Regions from separate parts of the Mus musculus genome. Here all the other regions are linked to region 1. A link is a contact called in public HiChIP or PLAC-seq data. All regions are on one chromosome and are shown on one strand. Each heading gives the region's core, a stretch centred on a gene start, on an enhancer-like site or on the middle of the called end of the contact. The rest is flanking DNA. Distances are from core to core; before and after follow the strand shown.

What was found. HiChIP or PLAC-seq counts read pairs in DNA pulled down with a chosen protein or histone mark.
Region 2: an H3K4me3 HiChIP or PLAC-seq map of neural tube shows a contact between it and region 1, with 4 times the contacts expected there. The contact joins the promoter of 4930445E18Rik here to the promoter of Basp1 in region 1. A contact is called at or near these places in 19 of 39 promoter capture datasets (the 3T3-L1 cell line, 3T3-L1-derived adipocytes, the HPC-7 cell line and 13 more), 64 of 484 Hi-C or Micro-C datasets (8-cell embryo, the AML12 cell line, B cells and 43 more), 29 of 115 datasets of contacts at active chromatin or transcription factors (the HPC-7 cell line, astrocytes, bone marrow-derived dendritic cells and 13 more) and 5 of 9 other capture datasets (adipose tissue, bone marrow-derived macrophages, embryonic stem cells and 2 more).
Region 3: an H3K27ac HiChIP or PLAC-seq map of trophoblast stem cells shows a contact between it and region 1, with 41 read pairs. The contact joins the enhancer-like site here to the promoter of Basp1 in region 1. A contact is called at or near these places in 4 of 39 promoter capture datasets (the 3T3-L1 cell line, embryonic stem cells, stem cell-derived epiblast-like cells and 1 more), 20 of 484 Hi-C or Micro-C datasets (adipose-derived mesenchymal stem cells, bone marrow-derived macrophages, cerebral cortex and 7 more), 15 of 115 datasets of contacts at active chromatin or transcription factors (bone marrow-derived macrophages, embryonic fibroblasts, embryonic stem cells and 4 more) and 3 of 9 other capture datasets (adipose tissue, embryonic stem cells and pancreatic islet).
Region 4: an HNF4G HiChIP or PLAC-seq map of pancreatic cancer cells shows a contact between it and region 1. The contact joins the enhancer-like site here to the promoter of Basp1 in region 1. A contact is called at or near these places in 5 of 39 promoter capture datasets (the HPC-7 cell line, HPC-7-derived erythroid cells, hippocampal neurons and 2 more), 22 of 484 Hi-C or Micro-C datasets (the HPC-5 cell line, LSK cells, Th2 cells and 12 more), 16 of 115 datasets of contacts at active chromatin or transcription factors (bone marrow-derived dendritic cells, bone marrow-derived macrophages, embryonic fibroblasts and 6 more) and 3 of 9 other capture datasets (adipose tissue, bone marrow-derived macrophages and liver).

The regions. Positions count from the first base shown.
Region 1 is chr15:25,411,859-25,415,502 of GRCm38.p6, reverse strand. It overlaps Basp1 (brain abundant, membrane attached signal protein 1), which reads left to right and starts at 1,739. Exons shown (of 2, transcript NM_027395.2): 1 at 1,739-1,951. It overlaps Gm48957 (predicted gene, 48957), which reads right to left and starts at 1,313. Exons shown (of 4, transcript NR_168943.1): 1 at 354-1,313.
Region 2 is chr15:25,290,271-25,293,914 of GRCm38.p6, reverse strand. It overlaps 4930445E18Rik (a long non-coding RNA gene), which reads left to right and starts at 1,741. Exons shown (of 3, transcript XR_875079.2): 1 at 1,741-3,644.
Region 3 is chr15:25,320,410-25,324,053 of GRCm38.p6, reverse strand. No RefSeq gene overlaps it. Among named protein-coding and RNA genes, the nearest start is that of Gm36555, 10 kb to the left of the region's middle. Within about 2 kb of position 1,798, at least 49 of the 459 cell types and tissues checked have an H3K27ac peak or open chromatin away from gene starts, as enhancers often do. A contact at or near this core is called in adipose tissue, adipose-derived mesenchymal stem cells, bone marrow-derived macrophages and 2 more, where this site is marked.
Region 4 is chr15:25,346,686-25,350,329 of GRCm38.p6, reverse strand. No RefSeq gene overlaps it. Among named protein-coding and RNA genes, the nearest start is that of Gm36555, 16 kb to the right of the region's middle. Within about 2 kb of position 1,784, at least 13 of the 459 cell types and tissues checked have an H3K27ac peak or open chromatin away from gene starts, as enhancers often do. A contact at or near this core is called in pancreatic cancer cells, where this site is marked.

The DNA of each region.
Region 1 (3,644 bases), core at 490-2,989:
ATTAGCCAACCAACCAATTAGTATATCTATTTATCTAGAGAGAAAGAGAGAGGGAGAATAGAGGGGTAGGGATGGGGAGAAGAGGGAGAAAGAAGAGGAAGAGGAAGAGGGAGATAGAGAGGAAGAGGAAGAGAAGAAAAAAACAAGAAGAAGAGGAGACGGAGGAGGAGGAGAAAGAAAGAAGAAAAGGAGGGGGAGGAAGTGGCAGCCACCACAAATATTTTCACCCCCCCCCCCAATCACTTTTTGGTTTAAGATGTGGCACTTCCTTTGCCAATCTTATTAAAGTTCTGTTATTTATTTTTCTATTAAAAAAGTGACCCCCCCCAATCTGCGATTTTGACAGCACTTACCTTTGGCATTCGTCTCCCTAAATGTAGTTGTGTTTCGTTATTCCGGACGTGGAGGGCAAGCTCATCCCAAATCTGTGCTTCACTCATGAGGGGAGATCCAACCAAGAAGGCAACATACATTTCCATTCCCCCCCCCCTCCGCTATTCTTTCAGGACGAAGCAGAACAAGCAAGCCACCCTGATAAAGCCAGAGGGCGCCAAAGTGCCGCGAACGGAACTTCCAGGGCTCAATGGGTTTGCGGGATGGTAAAATTGGCTTTTGTCTGAAGAAAGAGCTGTGGTTCTAGAAGATGTCACCATGTGTTAGTTTCCAAATTTAAATTTTTATTTTGCATTTTATTTTTGCCAACAGGTAAGCATAGCGAGCATATCTCCTAACCGTGGTGGCTATTGTGTGTCGCGGTGCTACCCAAAGTGCTCGTCGACCAGGACACGAGGACTTGGCGCGGATGGCCACAGCCTGGCTGGGCGCGCTTCTGAGTAGCATCTTAAGCAGCCGAGAGCTGGTGACTTCCATGAAAGCACAGGCACAAAAAGTCGAAGCCCCTTTTCCTAGGGTGCATTTCTTCCTTTCTTTCTCTCCGAAGTCGGGAGAACGTACCCTGAGGCGGTGCCGCCCACCCTTCCAACCCAGACCTGAGCTCTGGGCGGTGGCGCCTTGCAAAGCTGGAGCCTCCTGGTCGGGCCCCGAGGGCGAGCATATGCCGGAGGCGTCCCAGATGCTTGCCTTGGGGGACACCCTAAAACCAGCGGATATCTGTCTTGATGGTTTCAAGGGAGGCATCGCATCTTCCCCAGGCTCACTGCCTACGTGATAGCAGAATCTAAGCCCGTCGTCTGGAGCGGGGCTGGATTGGGGTGCAGAGAAAGCTGGTTGCGGCGGGGGCGTAGTTCATCAGCCCCTTAAGTCTGAGCGAGAGCCTGAGCTACTTATTCAATGCTTTCAAATAAAATGTGTGCGAGACAGAGAGAGGAGAGAAATCCACAGACAGTCCCGCCGGGGGTGGGGGTGGGGGTGGGGTGGGGGGGGAATGGAGGGGCGTGTAAGGAGGGAATAGGAGGAGGGGGGCTGACAGAGACTGTTGGGGAGGCGGGTAAGGGATCTGGATGTGGAGAGCAGTGGGTGGGGGTGACTGTGCGGGTGTGGTGACGGGGGGGGGGCGCTGGATCACGGGGCGTCTCGGGGCGCAGTGGCTGCTGGTGGAGAGAAGTTGGGGGACCCCCTCCTGGGTGGCGGGGCGCGAAAGGAGCGGGAGGGGTGCGGGCCGCGGGCTGGGAGAGGAGGGGCGGGCGCGAGGCGGGCGGGGTCGGCGAGCGGAGGAGCTGGGCGGGCGGACGCGCGGGGGGGAGGGCGCTGGGCAGGAAGGGGAGGGGGAGCGATCGAGAAATGCAGAGGCTGCAGCGGCGGCGGCAGTAGCGGCAGCGGCGACGGCGGTGGCGGCAGCGCTCCAACTCGCTCCACGCTCCGGGCTCCGCCGTCGAGCCGGGAGAGAGAGAGCCTTTGCTGAGCGACCAGCCACCCGGCCGGACGACACCAGCCACCCGGGCCCCTTGGAGGCACCGCGCTCACCCAGGGCCGCCACAGGCACCCAAAGCCGGTAAGGAGGCGCGCCGTGGGTCCCTAAGGCCACCGCGGACTCCGGGCCACCGGTTCCCCAGGGCCCCGCCCCACCCCGAAGCCTAGGGTTCTCCAACGGTGCAGCCGGGGTGCGGCCGGGTGTAGACACAGTGGGCATGGGATTCCTCTATGTGGGTTCTGTCGCATTTGGAAATCCAAGGTGATGCTCTCCCCCAGGTGGACAGCTTCGGCCTTTCGTAGGGTGGGGGACTTGGAGGGGGTGGCGGCGAGGCGGACGAACCGAGTTCGGGAGGGAGGGGGTGGAGGGTGGGGAGCCGCTGGTGACAGCACCGAGACCACTGGCCACGGTTCTGTGGGCTGAACCCAGCCTTCTGTCAGCGGAACCCGCACAGCCACGGAGAAGGCGCTCGGTGTGAGGGGCGCAGTAACAGAAGATGGAGGATGGGGGTGGGGTGGGGTGGGGAGGGAGAAAGAAGACGCGGAATCTGGTCAGATCGGAAGGGGCGGGGGTGGCTTGGCCCTCGGGACTCCTGGATCTTGGTTTAGGGTAACCGAGGAACACGAGGTTCGGAAGGCGGTGTGCACGTCCGGGGCAGATTAAAGCCCCCAGCCTGGTCTGCGGCTGAGCTGTCTTCCCACTAACCTGTGGACGTCGCCAGCATTTTATTTTATTTTTTGAGCCTTGCGCTCAGAGAGCGGGCCGCGCGCCTCCACCGCCGCCCCAGCCTGGGGGAAGGAGGGGTGGCGTGTGGGCTTGAACCTGACAGCCCGCGGCCCGAGCGGGCTCAACCCTTCTGCAAGCCAAGATTTCTGTAGATTTTTTCCCCCGTAGCTCAAACGCTACAACCCAACGTCTGGTTCCCGCTTCCCCACACCATTAAAAGAAAAAAAAAAAAAAAAACCAGAATCCCTGGATCGGATGGCACACAATGCGTGGCTGGGGACCGCATTCTTTTCATGAATATTCATCGAACGCTTGGCCCTGTTCCTAATCTGCTTCCCCCCGAGACGTTTCCGCCTTGGAGCGAACTCGGTGGACGGCCTCTGCCCCAGTGATTTTCACGCTGTTCAAAGGAGCACAGCGCACATGGGTGCGATTTCAGGATTTTGCACGGGAGCTGACACACCTCTGTCTTGGCCGAGACCACTGGCCACTTACGTGGCGGGCTAGAATAAAACACGAGTATCAAGGGGACTGCTGCTGGGGTGTGGATTAACCCCTACCCCTGGGAATATACCAAGGGCTCACAGACCTCCGGTACTGCAGGCAAAATGAATGAATCGGGACTGTAATTACCTATTCCTTTGTCTTGGCCTCGCGCATGCGCCGGAGAGCAGGGTGTGGAGGGCCAGGCAGCCCCATCTGATCTCCCCATCATCCATCCACCCACTCCCCTCCGGAGCCCAGGAACAAAGGCGTTTGCCCTAAATGTTTCACAAAACCTTTGGACACAAATGCCACCCCCCCCCCCCCTCCGCGCGGCTCGGTCGCGGTCTTGTTTCCCCTCCCACCTCAAGGTTTCACATCTTACCCATTTTTTTTTTCTTTTTTTACAGATTTCAATCATAAAAAAAAAAAAAAATAAGGGAGGGGGAATTGTGGATTTAATACATTTATTTTTAAACACACAGTGCTATTTTCCTTTCTAGAACTGTCCATTGTTCTTTCTGTTCAAATGTAACGCACTGCAGGGATGGTGGTTTTCTTAGTT
Region 2 (3,644 bases), core at 492-2,991, 120 kb after region 1:
ATTTATCCTACCTCAGTCGAGTAGAGTCGAGTAGTCCCCTTGATCTATTGGAGGGAGTTGAGCACAGTTAACTTTGCTTTCTACAGATATTTTGTTGTATATACATACACATCCATATCTACATCGTATACAGTTATATATACATCATATACACATAAACACACACATATTTTTTTCTCTCAAGTTTTTCTTCATCTGTCTTCCATGCAATCCCGACAAAACCCCTTTCTTTACCTTCTTCACTCACTGAATAATGAGATCAGCCTCATTGGCCCCAGGTCTTGGTCCCAGGTTCTAGTCACCTGGCAGATTTATCTGAGCATTTACTAAGCCAGGCAGGTCTCTACCCCAAGAAACTGATAGGTCTGTCTCCACAGTGTTAAGTAGCACTAGTCTAGAGTCAAATGGTTCCCGGTCTCTGCAAGGCTTTGTTTGATTCCAGTTTGCTCTTTACCTGATTCAAGGAAGACAACAGCTGTGGAGAAGATGCCTAAGAAGGCTGCGAGTTCAGAGTGGCCGCTGTGCAGACAAACCTTTCAGCCCCTGGCTCAGACATGCTTCTCTCCTCCCCTAAGCTCCAAGTCGTCTGCACTTCTCTCCCTCCAAGCTCTGAGCGGTCTGCTTGTCCTTGGCTACCGATTTACACGGGGGTTAGAGGGCTTTCTAGCTAGTAGCCAACTTCCCTTGCCTCAGCACCTTGTCTGTGGCAACAGAAAAGTAAAGATGGGACAAGAGGAGGCTCCCAACTCCTGTGGGAGTAGGGAGTATTGCTGTGAACCTTCTAATGCTCAGATTGTTATCATGAGCCCCGTTTTAGTGTTTTCAGTTTTTCCCTGTGTATTTTGCAGACAACATTTGTTTTAGCTGTGTCTTTTCTGTCTTTCTTCTTTTTCCTCCAATTCCTCCCTTGTGGTCTTCTACCCTCAGCAGCTTCTTCTGTGTTCGTGTCCCATAGGACCCTTGCCCTTCCTATTCCTTTCCATTCACTCTTGCTGTTTTCTGGTTGGTGCTCTCCTATCTAGTGCAGGTTTTATTTTATTTTATATTTTTAATAATATCTATTTTACTACTATTCAACATTCCAACGTATAGGAGAGTGATTTCATTTACTTACATTGTCAAATGTTATTAAAATGCATTTTTCCTTTTAGGTTTCAATATTAATTAACATGCATAGCAAATAAATATTAAGTTTTAGAAACTTCTAGAGAAAAACGGTACACATCATTTCCTCATTAAATAAGGTGACCAGCCATTGGCTTGACCTGAAGAAGCATGTCTATGTTATTTGATTCATTGAGAAAAGGACAGATTCATTAATATCATTTAGCTAACTGGATAACATATCACAGGAATACTTAATAAGGTTAATAAGGTTTCCTTACTGTTTCCCTGTTTATAGAGAGTTGGTTTGCTCATGATTTGGGGACATTAAGCATTAACTGAGGTCAGATCCTTGTCTGCGCTTCTTGCTGTCACTGTAATTTTCGGAGTGACTTTCTGTTGTAGAGTTCTGGGTAGAAGGCTATAATCACTTTAAGGAGTTTTAGGAACAAATTGTGGTTTTGGAAATTGGAGATATTTTTGTGCTGTGGATAATTATGACAGACAAAAATTATTCAGAGCCAAGCCTGTCATTAGCTGCCAGCTGTGCATATTCGTATTTATATTTAATTTATTAATATTAATATGCATTGTTTATGTTTATATGAGAGTGTGCTTTTGAATATCAATATCCACTAATTTCTTTCTTTTTTTTGTTATTGTCTTAGTTTTTGAGGGTGGAACAGCTTTCTGGGTTTTCCAGCTTGGTATTTAACATCTGTATTCAAAAGACTCTGTATCTTCAACCTCTAGAATAGCTGGGATTACAGCTAATGCCACAGAGCCCACTCAATGTCTTTGTTTATAGCCGGCAAGGGATCCAGTGGGTGTGGATGGTGCAGTTTCAGTGGACAGTATGTTTACTTGCAGGGAAAACAAAAGGCCTTTACCGTTTCAAAGACTAGATTCCAGACATCCCTGAGTCTATGCCTTTTCACTTGGGCTGCAGTGAGTGGCCTTCTTGGAGAACATCAAGGCTATAGGTCTGACCTGTTCTTTTGCTTCCAGATGAGGTATTTTCTGCCATTTCAAAACATTTTCTTCTCTTGGAAAAATTTTCCTGTGTTTTCCTTTTTTATCAGAACTTGTGCTTTCGAAAAGCCAACACCGCTCTCTTTGCCATTCCTCCTTATGCCGCGTTGAGGGTAGTGCGTTTTCTACATTGTTTAACCAGGCAGAGCAATTAGTGCCCAAGGAGACAGGAGGCTGACTGCCTGGCAGGAGGAATGGTTTTCATGGGAACAGCATTGAAAGCCTGGCGCTGGGCGAGGACCCTTGCCAGCAGCCTCGTTTGCTGCTGGCCCTCTAGTTTGGCTGCGTACAAGTTGTTTATACTTCAGATGCGCTAATGAACAGCCCCTCTCACGGAGCGGGTCCTTGGAATAGTTTCATCCCAGCATGTGCCCACTCAGTCAGAGAATCAGTAGAGAGCTGCTGTGCTCTCTGCATGCCTGCTAAGCTAATTCACCAATTGTGCAGTCCTGGTTTTCTATACCTCCTGGGGGAAGGCTTTCATCAAGCCCAGGTCTTTCTGGATTGAGCAATTGGACAAATGGGTGGGGTCTTGATTGTGACACTGGAGCTGGAATGAGGAAAACATCAGGCAAAGCCTTGTGTCTCAGGGAAGCCACATTCTAGAAAGCATCTCTAGGTACGGATAAACAAACATGCAGTAGGCGAGATGCTGATTAGTATCTGCTGAAACTTAGATACCCTGCGGGACCGCATCGAACTTGTGCTTTTGAAAAGCCAAACTCCTCCCTTTCCTTTGCCTGGTGCCATGCTGTGAGTAGTGTGTTGATGGAGTTCACTGAGAGTGTATCTGGGACATCACTTCTAAAGAAGACCTCAGAATGGTGTGTTGAGAGGAGGAAGCCAAGGAGTGCAGGAAGAAAAAGGAAGGATTTGACAGAAGGAAAGCTAGGAAGAAGGCCAATACAGAAGGGATCGAATGAGGAAGGGAGTGTGGTGTGAACTGAGTCTCCATTTGAGTAAGGCAGGGCCAGAGTAAGCCAATGGGGTTTCGTTCTGACTTAGAAGTTCATGGAGGTGTGTTTGTTAAGCAGAAGGGAGAGAGGCACCGTGGCCTGAGTGCCACCATTCTGCTGTGCTGTACTACAGAACAACAGAGGGGATAAAAATGCTGGCCAGGAGATCCTGCAGTAGAGAGGTCCAGAGAGAGAAGGTGATGGGTTGGCCTAAAGTGGTATTGGAGATGGGAAGTCATGTTGGAATTGAAACACATTCTTGTGTTTAATACCACTTGTGTATGTGCCTAACAACAAGCAAGCAGTCAACTCCAGATGGGTGTCTCAACATTTCACCTTATTTCTTTCTCTTTAAAATTTTTTTTGAGTATTGCATTTAAATAACTTTCCCTTTCTTTCCTTCAACTTCTCCTGTTTTCTCCTTACCTCTGAAAATACACCCACACCCACTCACAGACACACAGGCACACACGGAGACATGCACACTACCTGCTGAGCCCTTTTAGTGTTCCTTATATATATGTGGTCTTAGGTATTGGATAACCAGTTAGG
Region 3 (3,644 bases), core at 549-3,048, 92 kb after region 1:
CCCATTGGTTTATAAAGTTAAATGTTCTCCTCCCAAACCATGCTGACAAATGTGTACTGTGGGTCAAGTTTAGGAAAATGGAGAATAACGAAGACACTATGTCTTGCTTCATAGGGACATAGGTGTTGATTCAGAAATATTTAATACACATGCCAAGGAAATGAACTAATCCCTGGATGTCAGATTCCTGGTAAGAGGTACGCCCCCCGAGGAGGTCAGAGAGATGGCTCAGTGGTTAAGAGCACTGACTGCTCTTCCGAAGGTCCTGAATTCAATTCCCAGCAACCACATGGCATCTAGCATGGGATCCGATGCCCTCTTCTGGTGTGTCTGAAGATAGCTACAGTGTATTCTTATAAATAAAATGAATAAATCTTAAAAAACAAAACAAAACAAAACAGAAAAAGAGGTGCACCCCTGAGCCTACAATTAAGGCAATGAAGATATATCTAGGGCATGTTCCTTTGCCATGTTGCTGATCTGGAAACCATCTAGAAGTATTCAGTATGTCTCCTCAGCTCTTCTGCTGTTCAATGCCCCAGAGCTGAACACAATCCCATTAATAGCTACCACACGTAAACTTTTATAGGTTTTTCTTTCGTGCCAGATCACCTCTATGTCTTATATCTAATTTGCCATATGGAACCAAACTGACTTTCCTCCCACTGTGCCAGTACAGATCTCATGCCCTCACCATTAGCTCGTTGCCTTGCCATTTCGTCTTCTGACAGAGGTGACACATCCTTACCTTCCTCTGCCTAAACTGGATACAGTTTCTTCAGCATTCAATTAGCCTTTGAGTTCTATTTTATTCTTGTCAGAACACACTTTATTTTGTTGTTCTTTTTTCTTCTCTAGTTTGGCCCCTCTATTACTTGAGGGTTTGTCTACATGGGTTGTAACAAGGGTATATTCTCTATGACAAATTCCTGGGTGTGCAGAGGGAGTTTGGGAAAGGCTTCTACAGCAGCATCCTGGAGAGTGAGTGACATTGTAGAGTAATGTCATCAAACACTACTAGAGAGGGTGCAACGGAATCCCCACTTACTTGAAGGTCGGGTTAACTTACAATGTTTTAGTTAAATGGTCTTCTGGATTTAGTGCTTGGGAAACCTGGGACACTGTTTCTAGAGTGGGTTTTGTTTGAGATGCTATGGAAGATAATATCTGGAGCCCAGGCCCGAGAGAAACAAGATGATGAAACTCCAGACTACTGAGTTGTCTGGTATGTGGTCCAACAGGCCCTTCTACTCCAGTTTATTGCTGTCTGGCTTTTCATTTCCTTCTTCCAGTGGAGTCCCTAGGGAATGTTAAATGCCTACCTAACATACTAATATCTATGCTATGCAAAGTGATAGTTGCCAAATCAGTTTATGGACATAATTCTTGCCTAAGGAAACTCAGGGTTAGGAATGGTGTTGTGTGTAAACCAAACATATGATTTATTTTCTTGTTTTAGGGTGCTTAGGTCATCATTCGACCTGTAGAATCATATAAGTTGGCTTTACTTTCTCTTGGAAAAGAAGTCTATCCTAGGGCTAAAGTTTTAAAGGATCTTTTTAAAAACTTGCCTTTGAGATCTGACACACGTATGCTGCCTTGATGACTCTCTGTGGGCTTCTTACGTGATGTTGTAAGTACCTTAGGTAGTGGGCGTTAGTGAGTGAGGTGCTTCTGGTTAAACTTCCCAGCTCTCTTCTCTGGGCAGAATAAGACCCTGCCCATGACTTTGCTCTTTCAGCTTGTCTCTTGCAGGTCTCTTGGCAACACCCCAAGGGGAAAAGTGAAGAAAGGAGGTTCCTGTCTTGGTTGCTAGAATTTCCTCAATCTTGGTAACTCTTGGTTCTAAAAGCAGTTCTGTTTTCTCAGTATATAACATATAATTGGCAGAGAATTCATTTGATATTCCAACACTTCATTTACTTGGCATAGTTAGGGAATGAAAGCCTTTTTATTAAGCCAATTATTAAGCAATCTTGCCTCTTTGATCGCTAAAACATATATTTAACTGTCTCTACAAGCTACGGGACATATGTCTCTGCATCATTGAGATTTTCAATGGACCACAGTCTAATGCCACCTTCATAGGTTATGCTGACCATGGGGAGCTCCGACTTCTGTAGTGCTGTTGTCCAGTGTCTTGGTGTAGCCAGGGACTCTGCTGAAGGTAGGTCTAGTTAATGCTTCCCTACAGGGTCTCAGGCTGCTTGTGTTGCTTCCTTTTGTCTTGAATGGGGAAGTCTGTTTTCTCAGTCTTGCCTGGGCCTTATTCTTGCTGACAGCTTGTTATCGCTTTCTTGATTCTAGTTCTCTTTGAGCCATTTACTTCCTCCTCTCCCCAGATTCAGACTTTACTAATTTTATACCAGAATTTACCAGACTTTACAGGCTGGACAAATGGCTCGATAGATTTGCTAGAACTTAAAACTGTCAGCCCGAGGCACCTTCTCTACCGTAGCTCAAATGCTGGATACTTAATGAACACAGTGTATTATCTCTGACTGGCTAGTTCTTAAAACTTAAAAAGCCTTTTCAACTATAGGTAATTGAAGACATGAACTAGTAGCCTCCTCAGAAAGGGAGTGCTCTTACATTATGCCTTAGCCAGGATTCATCACAGGACATACATCACTGTATGAATCCCAGAAAACACAATTTGGCCACGAGTCCCTGAATACAGTAGTTTGAATATGTGTAAATAGCTCTAATGAGTACTAAATACACTGCTTAACTTTATAACCAAAAAGAACCTGGAAATACCCAAGCGGTCAAATTACTTTAAGTTCCTTCCCAGTACTTGACCATGATAAGTTGAATTCTCCCAAGTAGATTGGAGATTGTACTCTTCTAACTGGCACTCTACTTGTAAAGCAAGCCTACCGTGGTTTCCTTTTACATATATGGTGGATCCACCTCTCTCTCTTCCCTTCTTGTCTATTTCTGTTTGACTTTTAGATACTATTACTGACATGATCTTGACTTTGGAGACTTGCTGTCCTACTCTGCTGACTTTAATCATGGTGGGAGCAGTCTGGCAATTCTGCCCATCAGATACTCTCATCGTCTCCCTCCTGACTCCTTCCTTCCACCCAACTCTCTCTCTTTTCAATACAGCTTTGCCACCAGTTTGATCCTCTACAAAATGTTATGCTTCCTTTAGATTTACCTTTTCCAAATGACCCCTTTGACCAGTGTTCCCCTTAAACCCCGTCTTCTTGCAGGTTCTTAATTACGTGCCAAGCAGCCAGAAATTAGTTACATCTTTACCCAAAGGCAAACTGGAAAGGGAGAACTACAGGGTAGTTTTGCATTCTTGGGCTTACTCACACTGGTTCATCCGGGAAATAAAACTGTCAGCACAACATGTCTGGGTACAGAACAGAGAATGATGGCATGGCGCACAATTCAAAGGATTGCCGCAGGCTAAAGCCACGATGGAAGTTTTAATTAAACCAAAACGGTCAGACACGGGTGAGTGCCCTAGAATGGAACACCATCACTATTCATGTTAATTTTAAATGTGAATATATGAAGGCTCTTGCACGCATTATTTCATAATTAATTTTTTTCATAAGTTACAAATTTCCCAGATAGTTCCTAAAGGAAGGCTGGAGAGGACAATTCATTGAACGACATTTGGTATT
Region 4 (3,644 bases), core at 535-3,034, 65 kb after region 1:
GTGTTGTGTTGCTGGTCCTTGCTTCATACAGGGCTTCAGGGGATTTCAGGTAATTACTGTTATTCTACACAACTGGGTGTGAGCTCTTTCTGAAAACATCTGTCAGAGGTGCATGTCTAATTGTCCCAGAATGATGCTTTAAAAGCAGTACCACGTACTGTCTATATTTGAATGACTGATAATCTTAAGTGGTAAAACGGATGTTGCCTATTTTCCCAAAAAAATGATCCCTAAATGACAGCTTTTGTATCTTCAGTTATTTGTAGCGTTATTATTTTCTTAACCCTAAACATGACTAAAATCAACCCCATACACGAAACATCTACACAGGACTGTGGTAGAAATGGGTTCAAATGAAAGCTCATAGTTTTTTCCACGTCTTTATCTTTGTGCACACTTCTCAAAGGGAAGCAACTAAAATACATTCCTTGCCGTTGAAGAACCACATATTCACAACTCATCCACTGGATTGGAAGGGCTTCAAAATGATCATCCCATGCAAGAATCAGATCCCAATAGCACTGTTCCTCGCCTGAGCAGCTCCTACTGGGTTCCTTTCTTACTCATTTTACTCCTCGAGAAGACTCTGTTCCCACATATTGATCCTTGTTCCCTGGGTAAAGGACCAGTCCTCTTCTCAGGGAGCTCAGACTATGAAAGTCCAGCACTAAAGCTAGTGAGGGCACTGGCTTTGGCTTGTGACACAATCTACCCCTCAACCCCACTTAGGATCAGAAACACATCCCTTAATTTATGTCCCGCCCCTCAGCTTTGCTTCTCCAGAATTGAATTTAAACTAGACCTCCTCATCTTTTACAGAGTCTGCTTCTTGGTCCTTGGCCCATTGCCAGAAGAAGGGTTCTATCTGTAGCTAACTAAAGCTTCTAAAATTCTGTTCAGACACTGCCTGAAAAATCCAACTGTTACCTGTTTCAGGATACCTTCCCCCAAGACCTATACAGATCCATATATCTTATAACACCGAGGAGGTTTGCCTGGAGTGGACGTAGTTTGTCGAATTCTCCAAATATGAGCTTTTGCTGCCCTTGGCTCTATCCCTGATTTGGCAGGAGCTGGGAGACTGAAATTCTTCATGTTATGGGATTGGTTCACATCTGGGTCTACTTCCTCCATTACTTCTCTGGAATTACTGCAGTGGGGAAAGACCAAAAACTGGGCCCGACCGTGCTGGATGTATGTCCTGAAAGCAACCAGAGAGGTAGGCTTGCTTTCTGATTTAGTTCTCTCTCCCGGTTTCTTATGCTAGTGCCCTAAACTTATTTCTGCTTACTTGTTTGTATTCAAGATGGCTGGATTTTCTGAAACTTTGACTTCTAGACTAAGAGATATGTTCCCATACCACAGCCCTGGGGGAATTAAACTTTTGGTCTTTATAAGGTTTACTCTCTATTCTCAATGGCTAATATATTAAATTAAGACAAAAGACTATTATTTGTATTACAAATAGGCCTGGAGACTCATCACCTGTTTGTCTAGTTAGTCAGACCTCTGAAAGGGCAACATTCCAGAGAAACACTGACTGGGCTTAGGAGGGAGTGTCACTGCAGACAATAGGTTCATGTGAGAACATAGAGGGTCCGCTCATATTTACTAAACACAGGAAAGGGAGAAAAACAAGACAGAGATATCGAAGAGCATGACTTTTAGAATAGTTTAAGTTTGTATGTGGACAAACCAGTGGCCAGAACACATGTGTGTGCCTGTGTTACTTATACCGACAGAGCTAGGTGGGAATGATTCACACATCAATGTGTTGGGAAATAACTCAGCCACGGTAATCAGTGCAGTGAAGGGGTGGGCACTATGGTTGCCGTTGCTTTCTTTACCCGTTTGAGCTGCCAAAGTCCATGATGTATTATTGCTATGCTAATGGCAAGGTGCTGAACAACCAGTTTAAAATTTCCCCATAAAATGAAAATAGGACTGACTGGAAATGGGGTTGGATCATCTTAAACATTTTTATTATAAATGTGTCTAGACAATGAAAAGTAGACATTTTATTTTGGATCTCTCTCACACAATGGGGAAGCATCCTTTTAATTTGTAGTTTATGTTAAGAACAGTTACCCAGTGGAACCTTCTGCTGGCCATACTCACTCATATTTCCAACAGTTGTACACGAGAAATATATGCAGTGTATTTTGTGAAGACAAAGTAGAACTTTTAATGAATGGATTAGTATCCTGACATCACTCTTATCTGGGGACAGTGGGATCAGGCTTATGAGACATCATAAGATGGGTCAATAAATACATAGAAGAAAACTAGGAAGGCAATACAAGAAAATTCTTGTCATGAAGCCCACACATGGATGTCTAGGAGTTTTTAGTTCTAGCAATTGGCCTAGCAATGCTCTAAGATAATGGAGCAAGTGAAACACTTAGGGCCCCATTATTCAGTACCATACTCTGTTCATCTCCAAGGCCAATCACAGATAGCATTGTATCATCTATAAGATAGACCTTTCCATACATCATACACATGATCAAATTTAATTAAGAAATTAAGCACAGTATGAGATTATAAACAATAATAGTAAAACCAGAACAATTATAAAAATATACTGTAAGAACAAGACAAACACTATTCTGGTGTCCTAGGGCCAGTGCAGATGAACACTGAGGTATTCAAACAGTTGTTCTAATAATCAAGAGCAACTAAGAGGTGAGTATTATATAGAGGCTGGGTATTATTTAGAGTTTGAGTGTTATATAGAGGTTGGGCATTACATAGAGGTGGGGTATTATATAGAGGTGAGTGTTATATAGAGGTTTGGTATTATATAGAGATGGGTATTATATAGAGATGAGTATTTTATAGAGGCTAGGTATTATATAAAGATTGGGTATTATATAGAGGCTACACAAAGAGATATTTTCAGTTAAAATGGAGTAGACAGACCAGGGAAAATTTATCATGCTACTCATACAGCTTAAAGCTTATGAATTGCTTGCTTTTAGATTGTACCATTAAATATTCTCAAGCTATATTTGCCTGTGAGTAACTGAACCCATGAAGAAAAACCACACATGGGGAGGGGTTGGGGGTAGGAACTAAGCGAGGAAGGAAAAGGCAGTCAGCTATAAGGAGCTGCTACCTCCCAGCTCAAGTTCAAGTGGAGTCACATGATTCAGAAACCCTTGATAGTGTCCTTGGGCTACATAGCACGGCAAAATGTCTGCCCAGCATAAAGACAATGGAGTCACAAAGAACAGCTTCAGGCATGCTTGGTGTCATTCACAGGTCAGCTCCTTTTTATTTTGCGGAGCAGATATTCATTGTTCTCTGTGGATATGCTATTATGAAGAGTGCCTTCCCCTCCCTCCGATCATCCTTCTATCTCCTGGCACCAAGGAAAGTCGCATCAGTCTTTGATATTAAGTAGGCAATTGTGCTAGCATATTACATTGTGCTTCACACACAGTGTAGAAATGCAGAACTTTCATCTGTGACCACCTATGCCTTTATTCCCAGTTACATGGAAGCATGGACTCTTATTGTGTCTTACTGCTTCATCCAGACAGCCAGGAGATGCAGTAGCTAGAGCCCGGAAGGGTGTAGGGACTGTGGTAAACTGCTTCTAGTCAGCTGCAGCTCAGTCCTACAGATGCTGTAAGTGGATG